3 separate regions of the Mus musculus genome follow, and regions 1 and 3 are each linked to region 2. Evidence: chromatin contacts called from public HiChIP or PLAC-seq data. All regions are on one chromosome and are shown on one strand. Each heading gives the region's core, a stretch centred on a gene start, on an enhancer-like site or on the middle of the called end of the contact. The rest is flanking DNA. Distances are from core to core; before and after follow the strand shown.

Evidence for each region. HiChIP or PLAC-seq counts read pairs in DNA pulled down with a chosen protein or histone mark.
Region 1: a contact with region 2 is called in an H3K4me3 HiChIP or PLAC-seq map of craniofacial prominence, with 5 times the contacts expected there. The contact joins two enhancer-like sites. A contact is called at or near these places in 2 of 39 promoter capture datasets (both in embryonic stem cells), 5 of 15 datasets of contacts at CTCF or cohesin (embryonic stem cells, large pre-B cells and stem cell-derived epiblast-like cells), 105 of 484 Hi-C or Micro-C datasets (2-cell-like embryonic stem cells, 8-cell embryo, the AtT-20 cell line and 37 more), 29 of 115 datasets of contacts at active chromatin or transcription factors (T-cell acute lymphoblastic leukemia, bone marrow-derived macrophages, cardiomyocytes and 15 more) and 1 of 9 other capture datasets (embryonic stem cells).
Region 3: an H3K27ac HiChIP or PLAC-seq map of oligodendrocyte precursor cells shows a contact between it and region 2, with 5 times the contacts expected there. The contact joins two enhancer-like sites. A contact is called at or near these places in 1 of 15 datasets of contacts at CTCF or cohesin (embryonic stem cells), 3 of 484 Hi-C or Micro-C datasets (bone marrow-derived macrophages, cumulus cells and embryonic fibroblasts) and 14 of 115 datasets of contacts at active chromatin or transcription factors (bone marrow-derived dendritic cells, bone marrow-derived macrophages, cardiomyocytes and 7 more).

Annotation. Positions count from the first base shown.
Region 1 is chr16:44,686,209-44,688,908 of GRCm38.p6, forward strand. No RefSeq gene overlaps it. Among named protein-coding and RNA genes, the nearest start is that of Gm30311, 28 kb to the left of the region's middle. Within about 2 kb of position 1,298, at least 63 of the 459 cell types and tissues checked have an H3K27ac peak or open chromatin away from gene starts, as enhancers often do. A contact at or near this core is called in craniofacial prominence, embryonic basal ganglia, embryonic forebrain and 5 more, where this site is marked.
Region 2 is chr16:44,492,629-44,495,328 of GRCm38.p6, forward strand. It overlaps Boc (biregional cell adhesion molecule-related/down-regulated by oncogenes (Cdon) binding protein), which reads right to left. Exons shown (of 19, transcript NM_172506.2): 9 at 185-344. Among named protein-coding and RNA genes, the nearest start is that of Gm30064, 36 kb to the right of the region's middle. Within about 2 kb of position 1,388, at least 109 of the 459 cell types and tissues checked have an H3K27ac peak or open chromatin away from gene starts, as enhancers often do. A contact at or near this core is called in craniofacial prominence, embryonic basal ganglia, embryonic forebrain and 6 more, where this site is marked.
Region 3 is chr16:44,665,281-44,667,980 of GRCm38.p6, forward strand. Gm30311 (a long non-coding RNA gene) reads left to right here. Exons shown (of 3, transcript XR_384869.4): 3 at 1-184. Among named protein-coding and RNA genes, the nearest start is that of Gm30311, 6.7 kb to the left of the region's middle. Within about 2 kb of position 1,316, at least 33 of the 459 cell types and tissues checked have an H3K27ac peak or open chromatin away from gene starts, as enhancers often do. A contact at or near this core is called in oligodendrocyte precursor cells, where this site is marked.

The DNA of each region.
Region 1 (2,700 bases), core at 48-2,547, 190 kb after region 2:
CACAAGACTCTGGACAAAGTTTTAAAAGCCTTCACCCTTGTTTAAGAATGTTTTACTCTTTTAGATGCAAGTACCCAATGAGATTCCATGTAATAATGTTGTTGAGAAAATAGGTAAATTATAAATCTGGTAAACTGTGTAGGCTCAGAGCCTAGGGCTGCTTCAATCACAAGAGCACACGGAAACAGGATTTGTTCCTTTGGAGATTAAATATTTTAGAGAAACCTACCATCAAACATTTGTAGGCTGGGAAGATGCTCAGTGGTTAAGACTACTTGCTGCTCTTGCAGAGGACCATATTCAGTTTCCAGCATCCACGTGGAGGGTCATAATCACCCAAACTCTAGTTACAGCGGTTCTGATTCCCTCTTCTGACATCTACAGGCACAGACATGCATATAGTACATATACTTCCATATAGGCAAAACACCCAAACACATAAAACTAGAAAATCAAACACACACACATATACATATATATGTACATACATATATTACTTTGTATATATTAACAGTCTAATGCTCAAGTGTGGGTTGGTTCTAATCTTTTATTTTTGGTCGTATTGATTGCAAATCATTCTATTGTGATGTTTTCACTTTCCAAAGATTCAAGAACCTTCTTATAGCAGGACATGGTGATGTACACCTATACTATACCTCATTCAAGAGGCAGGACGATTGTGAGTTTGAGGATAGCCTTAGCTACATATTGAGATTCTGCCACAAATAAACAAGCCCTTCAGCTTCTCTTGACTTTTTGAGGCATCTATAAAGGTGGGAGATGGAAGGATGTATCCTGGAGGAAGGGATTAGACCGGCTGGAGGAGAGGGACGGAGAGGAGTGTTGAGTAGTGTAAAATGGATGCTCCTGAAGCATGTGGCAGATTAAAAACCAAGCAACGCCGTCCTATGGAAACAACTTTACAGATGTACGGCGTTAACTATCTCAGACTTGTAGGTTTGTGTGCGCGCGCGCGTGCGCGCGCACGCGTGTGGTTGTGCTGTGTGAAATGTTGTGCTGTGTGAAATGGGGAGGTGGGGTAGCTATATACTTAGAGTTGAAAATAAAAAAGGCCCCTGTATTGACTCCTGAAAGGCTGAGATAAAGAGAACCACATGGGACACATTGTGAGCAACGAGAGCTCAGAGCTGGCCTCCATTCCCCATCATTGTGCTCCACTCCTCCTTCCCCTGCCCCTCCCACTTCAAAATCTTCCCCGCAGCCTCAGCCTAGTTCCACCTCCCCCTTTCCTTCTCAAAGCCCAAAGGCCCTCTTTTCAAGCTCTCTCTGCTGAGGCCCCCTCAACTGAGCCCAAGGCCTCCATTCAGAGCCACTGGTTTGGTTAAAATCCCTTATTCACCCCCTAGCCACCCCTGCCCCATCAGCTGAGCCTCGGTTCAGACCTCACAAAACAAAACAAAACCAGCCTGTATAATTGATGGTGGCTGCTGGAGGGCCCCCCTTCTGCGTTCCCTCCAGGGGCTCCTACCCAGTCAGCCTCTATTCTCAAGTTTCCCTCTTTCCCTGCCCCCCCCCCCCACCTCCTGCTGGATTTTCCTGGTTAACAAGTGTGCACTGTTATCATCGCGCCCCTATCATATTTATCCCCTTTCAGAACTGATGTGTGCTTTTTGTAGCAGGAAGCCTGCACATCTTTTGGCGGTTCAGTCTGATGGGGGTGGGGGCGGGGATGGGGTGAAGGGATGGAAGTGGTGCTTGTAGGGGGTTGGGGCTGGGGACTGGGGGCAACCTATGTTTCTCAGATGGAGCAAGAGGCAGAAGCAACGAGGAAGAAGAGAACAAAATACTGAAACAAGGGGAATAAGAGGCTAGAGAAAAACAGTGTAACTTGTCATTGACCCAATGAGAAGGAAGCAGGGGAGATGGGGGCGGGGCTAGTGAGCATGATGGCGAGGGGGGGGCGGGGGGTCCGGGGGTGGAGGTGGGCTATTAAGCCTGATGGCCCCTTTATTTAAAGATTCTTTACTTCCCCAGAGAGAGTGCAAGGTGACTAACTTTATTACATCTCTGCTTAACTTCATTTTCACTAGTTCAGGATGCCCGAGGGAAATGAGGCAGAGAACCAGAAAAGGCCAGAGTGAGAACCAGAGAATCACAGAGCAAAAGCAGGTGGAAAGTCGCGCGCGCGCGCGCGTGTGTGTGTGTGTGTGTGTGTGTGTGTGTGTGTGTGTGTGTGTGTGTTAAAAATACAATGCTCCCAGAATCTCCAAACCTTAGCGATCTGTAAACTTTTGAGATTTTTTTTTGTATTCATTTCCGTTGAGAGAATGTTAAGGTCAGGGGATAGAAAGACATAAGGTCCAGAAGTGTCCAGCCAATCACTGCAGAAGCTCTGAAGTACCAATGGAGAACTCCAAGAAAGCACAGCTCATTAATTCTCACTTGACCTCCCAGAGAGCGGCATTTTCCTCCCGGTTGTGCTGGGGAGGAAGCTGAGTGAATCTGTGATTTGCAAGAAGTCTAAGGTAGAACAAGAGATGGAAGAGCATCTGCCTGCCAGGCCTGCAGCCAGCTCCCTAAACCCCAAACCGCAGCTTTTCTTCTTCCCCAGGAATGTTTCCAGGGAAGCATATGTATGAGGAAGGGACCCGAGACATCAAATTCCAGCTTTCCCCTTTGGAAGAGTGACCAGGAAGAGAGGACTCAAAGTGTTATTCTGCCTTGCTTTTCTCCCTTTAT
Region 2 (2,700 bases), core at 138-2,637:
GATGCCAGAGAGGTTCATCAATCTTATAAAGAAAGGTAGTGCTTTAGTCCAGGCACATAAGTCCACAGAGGCAGCCACTGGAGAAGGACAGAGGTGAACAAAGTGAACAGGACTTTGCATCTGGCCTCACTATAACTTGCTCGGGCCTTTGGAACTCTGAGCTAAGCAAAAATATTTGACTTACCTGTTCGGAAGGTGACCATAGCTGTCTGGCCCTCGCCAGCACAGTTGTAGGCTGCCATCTCCACTTCGTACAAGCTTCCAGGGTCAAGCCTGGTCAGGGTGAGGCGGTGCTGGTTGGCTGGAATGCCAGAAATGGTCCAGTCGTCAGAGGAGTTCGTGACCTGCTGAAGAGGGTGACTGGGGTAAGGACCTGCTTCTGCTGTGGTGTCCAGGAGGTTTTCGGCCTGAGCCCAAGATGGCAGGAAGAGAGAAAGAGGACCGTGGGCTAGGTTAAAGGCTGGTGGGACTGCAGAGCTCAGACTGGTTCTCCTACTCTCTAAGGTAATGATCCTATTAAGGAAAGTTTGCAAGGATAGCTACAAAGCTAGACTGAACTGTCAGTCCCCCAAAGGCCACTCTCCCATCTCCTGCAACCTCCTCATCTATGTTCTCTCTGCTTGCATATGAAGCCAAACCCGAGCCCTTCAGTCCATATTCTAAGGAGAGATGGTGGCAGGAATGATAACAAAAGTGGAAGCAATGGAAAGATGGTCCTAGTGTGCTCATTCTCAGTGCACTGCCTGTCCCTAAGTCTCAGCAGTCAGTGTCCACAGCAAAGAGCCTCAGCCCGGAGAGCTGAGGAATTCATCCATGGTTGCAAAGCTAGTGAGCACTTGTGTCCAAAGAGCATGCTCAGAAGTTACCTGTTCTAGACAGAGGATTCTGGGAGTGGAAAACCCCAAATTCAAGTTCTGACTGTATAACCCCAAACAAACTCCCACACTGGTGAGCCCTGAGCCATTCATCCCTAAGATGGGCAAATACAATGTCTTGAGTTACTCTGGAGTCAAATGAGATGACTTGGCACAGGTGAGGTTCCCAACAAATGAATGCCTGGCCTGTCTCCTGACGCTCTTGGCACCCTTCACCCTGTGAGATTTCTCACTTTAAAATTCTTCTCCGGTTTCTGCTCCCTGTCCCTGTTCTTGAAGCTTAAAAAACAGGGTGTCCGTGAAGGATTATAAATGAACTTTTAATGGTTAGCTCTTTAAAAAAATATTTATGGGAGAACTCCGGGCACCGAAAGGCAATGGTGAGAGATTATTTCCTCCCACCCACCATCTTTTAAGAAGGACTTTGTGGCCAGCTCTGTGCATCTCAGAAAGCCTGCCAGAATAGAGAGCTGAGGTTTGATTAAGAAAGCGACCAGCTGCTGGGGAAAGCTCTTATCCCTGAGCAAAGTATTCGCAAGTAGAACAAAACGTCCCATTCAAGGCCAGGGGATGGTCTGAGCTCATTAATGTCGGGCTTCCAGGATTTGTTCCAAGGGGAAAGGTTTTCACAAGCTGAGAGTCCCCAGTGATGCTGGAAACCCAAACACAGTAGCCTAGGTCTACAGTGGATGAGATGAAACTTGCTCTGTGCACGTGAAAATCAGCCTGACTAATTCCCAATGCCCTGCAAAAGACAGAGAATAGAAAAAAACAAAACAAAACAAAAAAACCCACAAAAACAAAAAACAAACAAAACAAAACAAAAACAAAACAAAACAACCCCCCAAAAAACCCAAACCCACAACCCAATGCTGACTTCTGATTCCGACCTTCTTTCTTGGGTGACGACCATTAAGCTATGTTAGTTCCGTGAGCAAGAACAGCTTTCAAGACATACTTTCTGTCTTGGCAACATTCACTTAAAAGCTCCAACTGTTCCACAGGGCAATGCCTAATGGAAGCCAGACTCAGCAGGGCCCCTGTCCCGACTGTCATTTTCCTGTACCTCCTCCTCCCTCTGCCCTCCCAGCACCGGCCTCAGACTTCCACTGGGACCCAGAAATGAAAATAAGAAATGCAAGGGTAATTAGTCACTGTCACACACACTGGGAGGGTGAACGCAGGCATCAGTTTGGCATTTCCGGATTACCCCAGTGCGGTCTTTGCCTCCTTGCCTGTAGTGGGAGGTAGTTTCAGGGCCACCTATTGGCCTGAAAAATATTATTCTTACTATCACACTGGTTTCTGTCTCTTGGGTACTTGGCTTCCCTAATCTTTGTCTACAACTCACAGGGAGGTGTCTAGTTACACAGTAAAATAAGGATTGGGACCAGCCCTGCCCTGGAACACAGGCTAAACAAGGCTGTTACTTTTCAGAAAGCCATTTACACCTTTAGCTGGTCCTGGAGGTGGTGTGGGGGAGGGAACTGTGGTCTCTCCTGTGCCTATATGGGAAACTACATGAGGGTACAGGGTGTTGCTCTGCCTCCGGTACTTTTCTGACCACCTGAGGTCTCCGGGAACTTCTTTAGTACCCGGGTCTTCTGGAAGGGGAAGACACAGAGAAGGCCAGACTATTCGAGGCCAGTGGTGTTTGCAGCAGGGACCTGGCTTGTGCAGAGTCAGAGCATTCAGAACATTCCACCATGGGAGGGGAGGCTTGTTTTCTTGTTTGCTTTTGGAGTAGGAAAAGGTGGGTAAGTATTTTTCGCTCCATTTCACATTTCCATATTTTCTACCAAGCGCACAAAGCATTTTTGTAAGC
Region 3 (2,700 bases), core at 66-2,565, 170 kb after region 2:
TCAGAAGGAAATAAGAGGACCCCAGGTCAAGACTACAATAGAAACGGAGGTGCTGAGCAAAAGTGTTTCTCTATGGCTACAGTTTGTGCTTTCACATTTATTGTTGTTGGTTTTTTTTAATATAACTCATAAAAATCCATCATTTCACAGTGTACAAATCAATAAATTCTAGTACATTCACAAAGCCCAGACACTCACCATTAGTGTCTAATTCTAAACGTTTCATTCCCCCAGAAAGAACACTATACTCATTAGCAGTCTAGTTGGCTCCGATGTAGGCTTTCCTCAAAGAGACCTTGTTATTCATCCATTCATTCAGCAAACATTTACTGCTCCCTTGCCAAGGTTGCAGGCTTGGCATAATTTACCTCTTCCCTTTCCACAGAGGCATGCACAGCCCGGAGTGCTGAGGAGCACCTGAAGGGCTCCATAAAGTCTGCAGGTGTGAGATGGTCGGAGGCAGGGGTGGGCCGTTTATCAATGGCCCAGTGAGAGGAAGGAGGATTGGGGCTGACAGAAAGTATACAGTGTGGTTGTTATGTTCTTTGGGAACGTTTTTTAGGCGTCGTTACCTCCCTATAGGAGGTGTTTGCCAGCAAACTAAACCTTGGACATTTTTTAACTCCCACACCCCACTCCCGTGCTTCCTGCTCAGTCTGTGCCTAAGTACACCGTTATTGCCATTTCATTTCTGTACCATTTCCCTCACATAGTTCTCTTTGGTCTTTTCCAATTCTTTCTCCACTTGGATCCTTGAGCAATCTCTGTCTCTGTCTCTGTCTCTGTCTCTGTCTCTGTCTCTGTCTCTCTCTCTCTCTCTCTCTCTCACACACACACACACCACCTTTTAATTTTCTTTCTTCATTCCTAATGCCAAGGACAACTAGATTGGAATGAGAGAGAGAGGGGACCTTTTAGGGTCAAAAAGAAAGAGGTCCTCCTGTGTGCATGAGCTGAAGTTCAGCCCCTCTTTCTGCCCTTCTTTTCATCACATTAGAATAAACTTGCTTCTTTTAGGCTTTTATTGTGAACCACACACTGCGCAGAATTGTTTTTCCGAAACCATCCAACAAGGTGAATGCTATCATGATCTCCAAATTACAAAATTGCAAACTCGTGCCTTGGAGTGACTGAATCACTTGTTGAATATCATAAGCTAATAAATGATGGCAAGTCACCCCAAACCAACCCTGTTTGATGGCAGCACATGAGTGGTAACTTTATAAGGCTTTACTTTGCTCTGTGTGTGTGTGTGTGTGTGTGTGTCCCCGTCCCTCTTTAGCTAGTGCTGTTTCTCTACCCAGAGTCAGCCGGACTGGCTTTTTTCCAGGTTTAGCAAATGGGGATCCTTGGCCTGCCTAAGTGCAGACCTCTATGGAGCATTGTAATTGCTGGTACGAGGCAATAAAATCTTAACAGTCTCCAGAAAGGAGGGCTGTAAATTCTTCTGAAGCCCGCTTGGGGTGTAAAGGTTCACGCCTCCTCCTCTTTTTCCTCTACCCCCCCCTCCATTAACTGCCCCCAGATTTCATGAAAGGGGCCATGCATTAACACAGGGCCCCACGTCCCAGCAGCCTCCAGCTGTAGCCAGGTTTATGTTTCATACTTTAAAAAGAGAGAGAAAATCAACTTTTTTCAGGAATGTAGACACGTGGCCTATTCTTTGGGGTTGGCAGGGATTGGGGGATGGGGATTGGGGGAGAGGGAAGGTCTGGGGGCGGGGGGGGGGGGGGAGAAGAGGCTGAGGGAAATGGCTAAGTACAGAACCAAAGAATAACAGGGACATGTTTGCAAAACTAATACTCATAGGGGTTCTGGGATTTTTCCCCCTTTTTTTCAAATATTCACATTGTTACCTAGGTCCCGATGAGCCAGCCGTAGTCTTTGCAAAATGCATTTGGTTGTTTGGAACCAAGCTAGAAAGAAAATAGCAGAGATTTAAGAAGAGGAGAGCTCACCTCAGGGAGCAATTGAGCATGTCTTAGGACATGTGACAGCGTGACAGATGGCCCCCTCTAGAATCTCCTGCTCTAGCAATGATTAGATGACATTTAGGTGGAATGCAAACGTCCAACTGGGGGAAATGACCATTCCCGGGATGGACAGGAAGGAGCCATGTGAACTAAGCCGTAGCCATCACAACACAACAAAGATGCTGGGACTTATTTTCCCAGGATGGAAGGCTACAGGGTGGAGACTTAGATGAGAATGGAGGGCCAGGCCCAGGGTGGGTGGGTCCAAGAGGGACTGGGGCTTTGATAGAAAGAACAAAAGGGTTTTCTGTATCCTGTGAGATACAGCGAAATGTGTCGTTGTCCAATCTCACCTCCCTCCCAGCTCCCACACCCTTGTGCATTTCACAAGAAAGAGGATCTAACTCAGGTTTCTTGACCAAAAGGAGGCTAGAGTGGAGTTGGCGTAGACTTCAGAAATTGCAAGGATGTGTTTCTTTAATTAACTTCTAATTCCTGTGTGCCCAAAACTGAAGTACCAGCAAAGGCTGACAGCAACTAGGCCTAGGCTTCACCAATTGGTTGGATCAGGATGTGCTTGCTGGTGTGTGTGTGTGTGTGTGTGTGTGTGTGTGTGTGTGTGTGTGTGTGTGTACAAGTTCTGTATATGTATATGGAAAGGAGAGGAAGTGAATAATTTATATTGCAATGGTTTGCTGAACCCCAAATCTCAAATTTGAGTGAAGCG